2 separate regions of the Gossypium hirsutum genome follow, and region 2 is linked to region 1. The links are chromatin contacts, called in public Hi-C maps. All regions are on one chromosome and are shown on one strand. Each heading gives the region's core, a stretch centred on a gene start, on an enhancer-like site or on the middle of the called end of the contact. The rest is flanking DNA. Distances are from core to core; before and after follow the strand shown.

What was found. A called contact is a pair of places that touch in the nucleus more often than the background predicts.
Region 2: a Hi-C map of leaf shows a contact between it and region 1, with 1.6 times the contacts expected there. The contact joins the promoter of LOC121212509 here to the promoter of LOC107918032 in region 1. A contact is called at or near these places in 4 of 34 Hi-C or Micro-C datasets (hypocotyl and leaf).

What each region holds. Positions count from the first base shown.
Region 1 is chrA01:26,287,832-26,294,536 of Gossypium_hirsutum_v2.1, reverse strand. LOC107918032 (B3 domain-containing protein REM16) reads left to right here and starts at 2,008. Exons shown (of 6, transcript XM_016847525.2): 1 at 2,008-2,395; 2 at 2,810-3,095; 3 at 3,827-3,956; 4 at 4,166-4,733; 5 at 4,949-5,130; 6 at 5,213-5,699. The coding sequence starts at 3,846. The coding sequence ends at 5,545.
Region 2 is chrA01:26,431,312-26,438,724 of Gossypium_hirsutum_v2.1, reverse strand. LOC121212509 (protein MIZU-KUSSEI 1) reads left to right here and starts at 3,637. Exons shown (of 2, transcript XM_041085549.1): 1 at 3,637-4,593; 2 at 5,208-5,611. The coding sequence starts at 3,904. The coding sequence ends at 5,240.

The sequences.
Region 1 (6,705 bases), core at 759-3,258:
AGGAAGACTCTCAGGCATGGAGCAACTGTTGCGGTACAATAAATGTGATGCTCTTTTTAGGGTGACAACGGTTGCCATTATTAAACAACCCATTAATAATTACAACTGCTCCGTGCCGACCCAAGTTTGACTTCTACTATGCCGGAACATCTGTTCTTTGCCTGAGAGTCCTCTTGTGTTCACCTCGGTGTCAGCCATCAAATAAGAATGAAATGTTAAATATACCGACTGTCTGGAAATAAAGAAAAAATTACATTGATTACATCAGAAATCCTTTCGTTTTCCCCTATTATTTTTGGCCTCAATCTTATGTATGATATATATAAGGCATCATTTACGGGTATCCAAAAAGCTTGAACCCGTGGCTACAAAACGACCATTAACTAGCCCCTAGTTATACTTGAAACTGTGACCACGTCACGGCCGTCGACAGGGACCTCAACCTAGACATCAACCGGTGACCATATCAGGCACTATCACCCCAAATCCTAACTTCCTTAGGATGGGTTTATGAGGTAATGGTTCTATCTGCCATGAAATATGAAATATATCTGTTCTAAGGCACATTATCACATTCTCGACCCCTCAAATCTACTTATAAATTTTTGCAGTTTCACCTCTAAACTCTGACCCTAAACCCTTAAAAAATCCTAACCTTAACAAAACCCCTCTACCTAACAAAATAAAAAACCCTAACCCTAGGAGAGAGAGGAGGAAAGCGCGTCCAGCTGGGCATGTTTTCCCTTTCTCTCTCTAAAAATGACTTATTTCTCTAAATTTGAAAAAAAAATGACCTAAAAGGCCAAATAAAAAATTTGGCATATATTGTTAATTTACCCAAGGAATACCAACAAAACTTGAGGGGATACCAAAAATTATGAAGGTTAACAATTTTTGGTTTGTTTTAGTAACTTTTTTTCATTTATTTAATTTTTCACATTAAAAAAAGTATCATCAAATATAATTTTTCAATACCGAAATTTAGCATTACAAATTTAAAATTTAACAGTTATAATTTTTTCCGTAAAAAAATTTCATTAGAATTTCATTATATTTAAGAATAATATTTTTTTACTCAAAAACTATATATCGTACCAAATTCTTTTTTTTTTGAAACAATATGAAAAATTATGAGATAATATAAAAAAAAGAATATAAAAATCCTAAGAAATATAAAAAATTATGATAGAATACAAAAAAATATTATGATGAAATATAAAAAAAATTGAAGTAAAAAAATTTACGAGAGAATATTAAAAGAATATGAGATAGTATAAAAAAATGAGGAGATATAAAGTTTGGTTCTCTTAATAAATTTATTTTATTTTATTTACTTAATTATTATAAAAAACAACAAAAATTATGATAATATATAAATTATTAACTTGTAATCTGTTCAATAGATATAGTGTCTAAAAAAACCTATTCAATAGGTAAAAGTTTATCATAATTTCTTTCTGAGTAAATTACACTAACAGTCACTCAATTTTAATGCAGTTGGCAAAACAACCACTCTGATTTTAATTTAACCACTCAACTTTTGAAAAATAACAAATCAGTCATTTTAACCATTTTTATTACAAACCTAACAGAAAAGTAACATGGCATCCTACTGTGTAAAGGACCCCAATTTAAAACCCTAGCTGGGTTGGGCAGTAAAAGAAAAAGAACCAAAGAAGAAGAATGAAAAAAAAGAGGAGGAGGAGGAGGAGGAGAATTAGAGAAAAAGTATAGAGTGGTTCAACAGCAGCATGAGGTTGTGGATCACGGTAACGACAGTGGACAAGCTTCACAGAGAATAGTTCCAGTGACGAGAAGGATCAAGAGCTTTCCTTCACCATATTTAACTAAATGCACCATCTCATCTCATTTTGAGGTCATTTCCATTTCTTTTTCTTGTACTCATTATTATTATTATTATTATTATTATTATTATTATTATTATTGTTAACATTTAATAACCTAATCTTCTGTTTTATCACTCAAAAAATACCAACACAGCGAAGACATCTAATATCATATCTATCTTAGCAAGGAAATCCGAAGGGGAATGAAAATGAGTCTCCAAATCCAAACTCAATCCTTGTCGACACACTTCCTTCCACCCTTCCCTCCAAAACCCAAATTCCTTCAAGCAAAACCCAAACCCTCATTCAAATTATGCTCCTCGCTCTCCACTGTTTCAGTCCCACCAACAAAAACCAGCCACAAGTCATTTCCCGCTGAGGTTTCCAAGACCATAATGGAAATGTTTTTTATAGGGACCCTTTCCACTTTAGCTTAAGATGGGTGGCCATTGAGTGTTGGTGTAAGGCTTGTTGTCCATGCTGAGGGCACCCCTATTTTGTGCTTGCCTCAACCTTCTCCTGGGATCCGCTCCACCCTTCATGTCCAGGTAAATTTCTTTTATATCCACGTCTCTATTTAAACTTCTTTTTGGATAGATATTGACATAATTTACATGTTTATATTTGGATGTTTTTATTCATATTTGGGTAGCTGGTTGTGATATTTCTACAGTTAGGTTGCAATATTTGTTTCTGATTTTGGCAAGATTGAAAGTTGTGGTTTGGCAACATAACAATGTAGTTATGAGGGTATAAATTGGAAGTTGTGGTTTGGGTTTTGGCTTGGGTTTTGGCCTAGGACAAAAAATGTTAATGGGTAATTGATTTATCATTTTTTAATAATGTTAATGATTGATTTATTATTTTTTGAAAATTAAGTGATTCAATTAAAATTAAAGTGATTATTTTATCATTTGTATCAAAATTGAATGACTGATGATGTAATTTATTATTTTTTTAAGCTCACAGCAGAACCGGCCACCCACTTCTAGTCCCTTATCCGGACCAAACATGATGGGGTTGTGGAAACCAGACCAAACGGCGCTGTCCCCGAAGTTGAAACGTGGGAAATGTTAACTGCCAAGTGCCATGTTTTCTAAACTATTTGTTATGTTCTTAATCCACTCCACAACAAAAAAGGCTCGCCCTTTAAGACGTCCTTAAAAAGAGACTCCTGCCCTACGGGTCCACTACTCCAGCTCAGTCTCAGTCTCAGTCTCAGCTCCACCAACTCCATCCTTCTCTCTGGTACAAACAATTCGATCATCTTTACTAATTTTTGTTTGCTTTAGTTTTAACTTCTCAATAATGCCTTTGGCTTCTTCAGTGACCCAGAATTTTAAAACTAAATGAACTATAATAGCAAAGCATTTATTTCAGAATGATGGAAACCAGCCTGCAGATGAATTGTACTTTTCATAGCTAATAACTTACAACTTTTGGGTTTTTCTTTTTATTTTCTTCCATTTTCTTTGACTTCTGGGTTGAACCCATTAAGGTGAGCAGTCTGCTTCCTTCTTTAGATAGATCTCCTGTTGGTAGTGCAAAAAATATTCAGTTGGGGAAAATTCTCTTACTGTTGCAGGAAATATTTTTGATTGTGGAAAATTCTCTGCTGTTTTAAAAAACTGACACTATTATTTTAATAGTAGGTTCTTCTTCTCTTTTTCTCTCGTCTGTTTCTTTTTGCAGTTTTTTAGGTCAAAATTTTTCGACTAATTTTTTGTTTTTTTTCCCGATTCTTTTCTAGAAAACCTTTATAAATATAGAAGTTCTGTGTTAACGTTAGAGGCGATCTTCACTACAAGATTACGGCGAATTTACTTCTAAGACTACGATTTTTAGATGCCACAGTGATTATTTTATATGTTCACATTTAGTTTATTTTCCCTGCTAATGATTTTGTTTTGCAGTAGGATATTTCTATCATCTCTAACACTTTCTATTGTTTTGTTGATCATCTGAGTTCTGAGTTGCAGTTCTCTTTGGTTAAAGCAAATGGAAGATACATGTAAGGATTGTAGGGACTGGGAAGAGGAAATCTTTTGGACCCATTTTCAGTGTGTACATTTCTCACAATTTCTCCATGGTGATTTTCTTCAGCGGTTGGTAAGTTCCTGCTTTTTTCCTTTGTTGTTAGTGTATTTTGCTTAGTTGAAGTGAAACTCTTTTTGGGGGAAAGAAAGAACTCTGATTGAAATATGCAGTTCATCCCTTGACTTTGCTTTTAGGGTAAACTGTCCGCCCTCTTTTGCCTATTATTAAAAAATTCTAGTGAAAGGTTTCACCTTGGATTTTAATGATATATCAAACTGCAGGAAATACCAGAAAAGTTTGCTAAGAACATCAAGAAAAAGCTTCCAGAAACTGTGACTCTTAAAGGTCCTAGTGGTAGCATATGGGATGTAAGACTGACAGTAGATGATGATGATACCTTGTTTTTCAACGGTGGATGGAAAACTTTTGTAAAAGACCATTCATTGGTTGCAAATGATTTTTTGATCTTCAAATACAATGGAGTGTCCCATTTTGATGTTCTAATGTTTGATGGCAAGAGCTTGTGTGAAAAAGCTTCTTCTTATTTCGTGAGGAAGTGTATGCATACAGAATCTGATGCCACTCACCAAACTAAAAGGAAGGTGAATGAAAATAGTGATGAAATTTTGCACAATTCTTCTCAATGTGGCCTCGAAAGCGGTCCTGAAAAATCGACTAACAATGACATGGATGCGAGGCCCTCAAGAAAACCTATCAACTCTGCAGCTAGTAAAAAGAAGATCCGAAATTCAGATAATGGTACTCGGTCTATCCATGCGAAGCAGAGCCTTGTAGGCAAAGAACTTCCTACTTTTCCTGGAGAAGTGAAGGTCGAAAGACTTGAAACTGGTAGGAGTACTTCTAGCCTCTAAGACTGCATTCCATGGTAGAATTTAACTTTTGACACTGCAATATTATGGTCACTCTCAATGCTTTTGGTACTCGGAATGAGTGCTTACTTTTTCGTTGTTTTTTCCATATAGTTGGATTATCTTACCTTCGTAACTGGAATTGATGACTGATAATTGTACTCTCATTTCCGCCCTCACATGTGAATGATTCAGAGTATGAACATACAACAATGGATGGCGATGGCGATGTCTTTGGCTTGTGGCACACAACGGGTAAAAGGTTCGTGACTCAATTCGAGAAAACGAATGTCCTCTTAAAGGCACAAGAAGCATTAACCAATGAAGGATTTATGATAATTATGAAGCCCACACATGTTGGGAGACGGTTTTATATGGTAAACATCATCCCTGAACTCGATCAAACTGCTTTCCATTCTTCAATGATTTACAGTTATTTCCTTTTTTGAGTTTGTGCAGGCTGTCCCTACTGCATGGGTGGCTAAATATCTCCCGAAAGATAATGCGGATGTGATTCTTCGAATGAACAAACGTACATGGAAGACCCGATTTTATTATCACAGAAGCCGTGATTGTGGAGGTCTTTCAGGTGGATGGAGGAACTTTGTGAACGACAACAACTTAGAGGAACATGATGTGTGTGTATTTCAGCCTGCAAATATAGGAAGTAAACCAATGATCCTGGATGTCAACATTTTCCATGTTCTCCAAAAAGCAGTTCCACTTAGCCAAGTAGACCCACTCCCAAGCTCACCCGAGTTAATAGCATCGACGCCGGACATGGATTCGTGATTCAGTCAGTAGATGCCTGCAAGTAGATGTTAATAGTTTCTAAATAGCAGTTAATCTGCTTTGCTAGTAGCCTACTGGAAAACACGACTTGATTGTAGTTATATATGTTCAATGTATTTCTAGGAGCCTGTTTAATGAAGGGCTATAGTTTATATATCCGGCTTCATAGATGATAGAACCGACAGAGATCATTTCAACTTAATCAAATCCTAAAACAGAATTATGCTAGAAGAAGCTCATTTCAACATCTCACTCATCAAGTCCCTAACATTTTACTTGTCATATAGTTCCCCTAGGCGAATTTTCTTTGGTAACTTAAAAATATATTCTTTTATAAAATTTTAATAAAAAAAGGAATTTTTTATCAAGAAATTTTTAATAATATATTTTTTATCAATATGATTACGTGTGGGGAATATAGACAGTTTTTAAGCAGCACTTGAACCAGTGCTAATATATGTTTAAGTAAACTTTTGAATGTAATTCTTATTGATAATTTAGATGTAAGTAATTCCTCTTTAATATTCAAACTACACAAAACAATTCAACAATATAAAAATCTTTGTCTCTCATTTCCATTTCTAAATTTTTATTATTATATTATTTTAATGCTATTTTATTAATTATTAAAACAATAATAAATGGTAGAAGTTAATAACAATACAAAGAAATAATTAATATTAAAAATCATAAAATTTTAATTTCATCGGAGCTTTACACAATACCAACCAAATATGGTTACAACATTTCTCCTTTTCTCCATTATTGGTTTAAGTAAGCTAGAAGTCTATGTACCAGATTTTCCAGGTGTCAGTTGGTTCTATTTTCTTTGTACTTTGGTCAATGTGGTTATGGGGATGAGTGTTGCAATTTTTTTTTTAAATAAACATTACATTAACTTAAGACATATGAAATCTCTTTAAGAGTTTCTTCAAATAAAATAAAGCTTTCCTCTATCAAAAGTTATTTTGGTTATGCAATTAGCATCCTTATTTTTCTCTTTAGGGACATAGTTCAACAACCATTGTCCAATATTCGTCAACAATTAATGAATTCACCTAATCAAAGTAAAGTTTGAGGAATTCTTAAAAGACTCTTGAATAGTTTTCACAACTTCCACAATATCTGTATGAATCAGTACTTTCTCATAATTTCAACTC
Region 2 (7,413 bases), core at 2,388-4,887, 140 kb before region 1:
TTCTTTTATAGTTGTCGAAATAACGAAAATCACCTGTTGATGCCAACTGCTGAAACTTGATGTCATTCCCTTGTAATTGTTCCTAGTGTTGAACATCGGTTGACCGAAGCTCAAATCAAACCCACTAATTGAGTGTCATGTAGGGGTTCAGTATTCCGTGTTACCACCAAACCTTGATTGTTAGATGTTCTCCCTACCGCGATTGAAATTTAGGGCCGAAATAGATGAGTGTCTTCCCATTAATGATTCTGGGATATCATAATGGGAACTTTCTAACAAAGCAGTGAACCTAACACACAACTGTATCGTTGGACTCTTAGCTTGTTCTTCCATTCTAGCCTCTTGAACTGAAACATATGTTGACTTCCGAGGGTCTTCTTCTGTCCTTGCAAACTTTGCATATAACTCAAGATATAGTGATCCATTGTAAATATGCGTCTGCACCATCGCCTCCAACCCCCTCGCACCTTTGATATCGAAAACGTCATAGCTGACGGGGTCCACCAAAACACAAATTCGATATTTAAGTGACAATATTCTCGTCAAATTGGATTCCATGATTTTTCGCCTAATTCTTTAATGCAGTTCTGGCAGCTGTATGTTTTGTTTAAAAGTCAACCGCGTTTTGTTCTCTGACAAAAAAGACTACGTTCTTGGTGTCATGCACTTCTCCGTCATAATAAAAAATAGCATTAATTCATCCACTCATTTTCAATAAAATAACATGCTCCACATGTTCAAAATAAGAACATTATGAAGAAAAATAATGTTGTAATTAAATATGAACAACAAAAATTGATCCTTACTTTATGCAGATTGCGTGATAGCTCCAAATTATGTCTTATGTGCTAACTTCTCTTCTTCTGATCTTCTTACAATTTTTTTTGCTCGTAAATGTCTTATGCCACTCAATGCTGGAATAGATTGCTTTTATAGACTCGGGGGTGAGCGGCAATTGATTCAGAAAATTTTCCCGGACTAGTGGGGAGTTGAAATTGCTAGAGGGAAAACGCTCTATGTAGGACGCGTTTTCAGTGCACTGTAAAAAAAACATAAAAAGTGCGTCCAGCTGGAAGCGGTTTCAGGCTATGTTAGTGGAAACCGTATCTAACTGGACGCGCTTTCAGTGCTTGTTTTTATAGTGCATTGAAAATGCATCCTACGTAGAGCATTTTCCCTCTAGCAATTTCAACTTCAAACTTTTCCCCACTAAATCATCAGATATCCTAGGATTCTTGGGATATATTTTCTCACTAGATCTAAATGTTCAAAAATAATGCACTGGATTCTGAATGTTCGAAAATAATGCACTGGAAATAACGATCAAAACTTAGTTGCATTCAAAAAAATTTGAAAAGAAATAAAAACTAAGATTTAATAAAATCGAGTAGTTCGAGTTTCGATTTTGAATCGAATTGAATTTTTCAATTCTAATAATGCAAATATTATTAACTTTACATACCAAAAAATTATATAAAAATATATATAAAAAACTTAAAAATATAAAAAAATCCAAAAATTTAAACTTAAAAAATATAAAAAAACTACAAAACCCTAAATTCTAAAATCCACAAAACCCTAACCCTGCTTTAAAAAACTAAACCCTAGCCCTAAAAATGAACAAAGAAAATGCTTCCAACTGAAAACGTTTTCAACTTATGTGGTAGAAAGTGCTTCTAGCTAGAAGTGTTTTATTGCAAATACACTGAAAACGCTTCTAGCTGAACACATTTTTCTACTAATCAACTAAAAACACTTTCAGCTAGAAGCGTTTTCGTAAAATTGATCTAGTCCTATAATTTTTTTTAAAAATAACCTAATCTATTTTTTTTTAATTTCAACATTTATAGGAAATTCAACCCTTTTCTTTTTCTTTGCTTCCCTTTCTTTTTCTTTATAATTATTTATTCAAACTTAAGGTTAGTTGAAAGTGATGAATCATGAACTGGCAGTCAACTACATGGAAGAGTCTATTGACTCAATCTAAAAAACTAGTAGAAATTTTGAACGACGATTTTTTTTATATAATCATAGGTGTTTTCTACTGTTTTATAGCTTAAGCTTAATTCTATTCTAGTTATGATAATATTTAAAAAAATCCTTTCAATAATATTAACTTTAAAATTCAAATTTATTCAAATATTAATAGAAAGTTCTAACTATTTGTTGGTAATTTGAACAAAGGAAAAGTTAGTGTATTTAATGTTGATCAATTGAAGTGATATATAGTTATCAAGAATTTGATTGATTGGGTAATTCTTATTTCCTTTCATGGAAACACAGTTAAATAATTGGACAAAGTGTGATTCTGAGCTTGCATGTTCGTTTGCACTTCAAATTCATCAAACTCAATAAGCAAACTCTTTCTAGTATGGAGCCCAGGTGAGCTGTTAAGGCTTTTAAACTCACACGCCAACTATATCATTTTTATGGAATATGATGTAACCCTTCGTCTAATCAGTCTGGTGAGGGCCACTAACCAAACCCAGATTTAAAACATACCAATCTATAATAAATCTTTGGAAATTTTGTTCAAGTGTTATCATTAAGCTAAGACGGGGAGCAATTTTGAGTGGTCCATCATTAGTTCATCTATTACTTACAGCCAGATTTGATTCATTGTTTTGTTTAGATGAATCCCGGTTTGAAAAGGACCTGTCTTTGTTTTTCACATGGCTGCTGAATCATTAACAGGGCATGTGAGGAGAACTGGAAATTTTACTCTATAAACTACCAGTGATTGATGAGTTTGTTTAGGGTTCAAATTATGAGAAATGTTTTGAGGCAATTGAAAACAACATGATCAAATATTCGAGTTTTTGGTGCTTCCTGAAATGCCTCTATCGAGTGAGACTATGGCCTGTCAGCATTAAAGAAAAGTCGGTCACAAGCATAACCAAAGGTGTTCCTTTTTTTTTTTTTTGCTTTGCCCCATTGTCCATGGATGAAACAGTGGAACATGAGCTGAACCTCAATAATTAGTGAGAATTTGTGATGGGTTTTCTTTTTTTTTTTTAGGAAGCATAAAGTAGATATATCAGAGTCCCATGCTATAAACCCAACATTACAAGAGTCCTTTCTTTCCTCCTTTTGAGAGTGTTTTTCTTAACACAAGATGTGATCCGACCTCCTTTTATCTTATCCTTTTCACCGTCCTCTCTTCACCCTAATTATTTACTATAATTTTGTAGGCATAAGCATATGAGGGTGAAACACAATTATCTTTTTATTTAAAAATTGATGAGTAAACGTGAGTAACTCTAAATATTAAATATTACAATATTAACAACAGAAGTATAAAGATTGAATTTGCAAGAAAGAATTTAGTGAATTATAATATCCTACAAATAGAAACTAGGATCCACTATGAATTTGAGAATATTAAATCTAACTTTGTTTTTTGTTGATGCAATTTCATTGATTAAGAAGTGTTTGTTGGTGGAAGGTATTGAATGGTTGCTTCTACTAATATTTGTTAAATGATTCAACAGTATGAAAGATTACTTAAGTACCAAGCTTATGCTTGTATCTCTTTTTCTACAATAACACACTTGCAACAACTTTAGTGTTTTCACAATTGAAAATATACACAATATAATAAAAATAAATAAATCAAATTAGATTATAACTGGATAATAAATTCATATTAAAATTAAATAACCTTGATTGAAATGTAAAGTTGTTTAAATTTTATCATATATATTTCTAAATTATAAATAAAAGTAACGTCTCTTTCAGGCTTTCTTCGTCTTCTCTTCCCCACCTCAAAGATTCCAAGGATAATGAAAACCAAGTAGACCTCCCCTTGGTCCCCATTTTCTCCCTCTATATTAATTTTATCTTTGTAAATCTACTCACAATAGCCCCCTCCCTTGAATTGAATACTTGCAAAAAAGTCCAACGATGCCACCCATTCACTCCAGTCCATATTTCCAAATGGATAATCCGGCAATACTGTCTTTGCTCCGGCCAACTCCCGGCGAAAAGCACCGGAAACCCACCAGTAGTAGTGGCGGTCTCTTGCGCATGTTCAAGCTTTTCCCCATGCTAACCTCCGGGTGCAAGATGGTAGCACTACTGGGTCGACCCCGGAGGCCAATGCTTAAAGATAGTGCTACAACGGGTACAATTTTCGGGTATCGTAAAGGCCGAGTTTGCTTAGCCATACAAGACGATCCCCACAGCGTGCCCATATTCGTGATTGAACTACCAATGCTAACCAGCTTACTTCAAAAGGAAATGGCGTCTGATATTGTGAGAATAGCGTTGGAGAGTGAAACCAAGACGCATAAGAAGAAAGTGTTGGAGGAGTTCGTGTGGGCAGTGCTCTGCAATGGCAGAAAGATGGGTTATTCTATTAGAAGGAAACAATTGTCGGATGACGAGCTTCATGTCATGCAGCTTTTGCGAGGGGTTTCGATGGGTGCTGGGGTGCTTCCTAGCCCAAACGACAAGGAAACAGTGACGGCCGATGGGGAACTGACGTATATGAGAGCTAGATTTGAGAGAGTGGTGGGATCAAAGGACTCGGAAGCTTTCTATATGATCAATCCAGATGGTGCAGCATCTGGTCCTGAGCTAAGTATTTTCTTTGTAAGATCTAATTAGAATTTCTTTTTGTGTTCATTTAGATACTTGGATATTTTACTTGTGTACCATATCAACTTTTTCCCTTTAATGTTTGTGAATTACATGAATGCCCCAAAAACCAGGCTTCCCTTCTCTCAAAACTGGGACTATGAACATGAAAATGTTCATTCAACATGTTAAATCATGTTTAGAATCTGTCAATTGGTCTGAAGTCACAGGTACTAGCTACCTTAGTTATTGCTTCCTTTAGAATCAAATCAAAATCCAAGTTTCACGAAGTTGCAAAATAATAATAATAATAATAATAATAATAATAATAATATTAAAAAATTAATATGTAGTTTCTCTAATTTTTGTTCTAAAGTAAGTAACTGATATTCAAACTTTTAATTTTTACTGGTGTGACACTAATGATTAATTCGTTGATAACACGTGGCAACCTTTTAGTATGCCACGTGATAAATATAAATTTAAAAAATTATAATTTTTTAAAAGTTAACTTGAATAAATAAATTTTACTGTTTTTTATTAATTTATATATTTTTAAAGATTTTTAAATTTTTTTAATTTATGCTCGTCACATATCATACTAAAAAATTGTTACATTTCACTATCAGATTGGTTACGAGCGTCATGTCAACACAAACTAACGATGTTAGTGCAGAGATTGACACTGCTTCACACCTAACAAGAAGCAAGCTACATCTGAATTAAACTTGGGGATGGAAGCCTTCTTTCGTTTCTTGACGGTGAAGTTAAACCAAGCCCATGAGCTTATTATCCTAGGTCAGAACAAGTTGATAGGATCCTCTTTTATGTCCCTGGGTCCCTCCCATGTCGCGACATGGAGTCGTAAAAAAGAAAGTGAAAGATAGAGTTTCTCTCGCTTTTGGCATAATGGGTCCCCATCAATTTAGGTGACATAATATAAGTTCAGATAGCAATCAAGTACCGAAAAAAAATTCATGTACCAAGTATTTTTTGATAAATTCATATTAACGACTAATTTTTTTTCTTGAAATATCATATATATATATATATAAATTCATTATGGTTGTTTTTTAAATAAATTTCAGATATACTTTCTAAGATATATATATCATTATAAAAATGCACAAGAGTAGTGAAATTTTTTTATTCCTCTAACTTCTGCAGAATTTTTTTCACATTCGAAATTAACAAAAGAAAAGACAGGAATAAGGATAGGAGGAGGCTGCTAAAGAAATCAAAATGACCATCAAATATGAATAATCCATGTTGAAATCTCAGCTTTATATTTGGGCTTAGAGGGTCAGGCCTAAAAACAAGCCCAAAGAAATAAGACTAATGAGCATGGATGCCAGTCTTCTGAGGAAAAAAGGAGATGTAGAATTTGATGATATTTTAAGCATTTTCAAGTAACTTGTTCTAAGTTGTGGCTGATTTACTTTATGAGATCAAATATGCAGCCTGCTTTTGTTGGGAAGAAACCGAACAACCGAAACAAAGCGAAAGCACAACCGGTGTTTTTTCTCTCCTTATAACTCCTGTCAAAAATTATGGCAAGCACAATAGCACAAGATGTGTTCTCTAGCAACCTTAATCAACCACAAATCAACTAATGCAACCACAACAAAAATAAATAGAGACACCGATATTTTTACGTGGAAAACCCCTCTAAATTAAGGGTAAAAACCACGGGACTTTAGAGTCCGATAAAGAGCTCCACTATCATCAAATGTTCGGCTACAAGATCACAATATCAAGCCTACAACAAGCATTCAACTCCGACAAGGCTAACAATATGTAATCTTTAGCAAAAGAGAGAAAATTGAGAGAACATCACCAAAAAACGCAGCTGCTGAAAAATGGGTATTTCCGACGCTAAAAGACTCGGATGAAAAATCCGACCGTACAAAGTCAAGAACACCTTATCGCCTAGCTGCTGTCCAAAAATCAGCTCAATCGAACCACGGATGGACCTTCGATCGAGGAGTTGATCGCTGCTGCACCAAGCTTCAATCTCACTCTCTGTTTTTCTCTTTGGATGTAATTGAGAATTTTGCTCTCAATTAAGAATGCTACCCACTCCCACGTTAAAAGGCCAAAAAATTGGCTTTTGACAAAACCAAAAAAGAAGGCAAAACATTGTGGCAGAAAATATGGGTTTTTCCCACATAGTGGGACCCATACCCAACAAATCTCCCTGTCCAACTATGTGGGGAATGCCTCCATGCCGGAGGTCAAACAACATGCTTCAAACTTTCCTCTTGGTAAGGCCTTCGTCAACATATCAGCACCATTATCATTAGTGTGTATCTTCTCAAGCTCTAACAGCTTAGCTTCAAGAACATCTCGTATCCAATGGTACCTCACATCAATATGCTTAGATCTAGCATGAAAAGTTGAGTTCTTACCAAGATGAATAGCACTCTGGCTATCACAGTACAGGACATACTTCTCCTGAGTAAAACCAAGCTCATGCACAAACTTCTTAATCCAAAGCATCTCCTTACACGCTTCGGTTGCTGCAATGAACTCTGATTCGGTGGTGGACAATGCAACACACTTTTGCAGTCTCGATTGCCATGCCACAGCTCCCCCTACATAAGTGATTAAGTAACCTGAAGTAGATCTCCTCGAGTCAATGTCTCCGGCCATGTCTGAATCTGTATACCCAACAAGAACAGGTTTCTCATTGCCGAAACAAAGTTTCATGTTGGAAGTGCCACGAAGATATCTCATAATCCACTTCACTGCATTCCAATGCTCTCTACCTGGATTAGAAAGAAACCGACTAACTGTACCAACGGCATAAGCCAAGTCCGGTCTCGTGCAAACCAT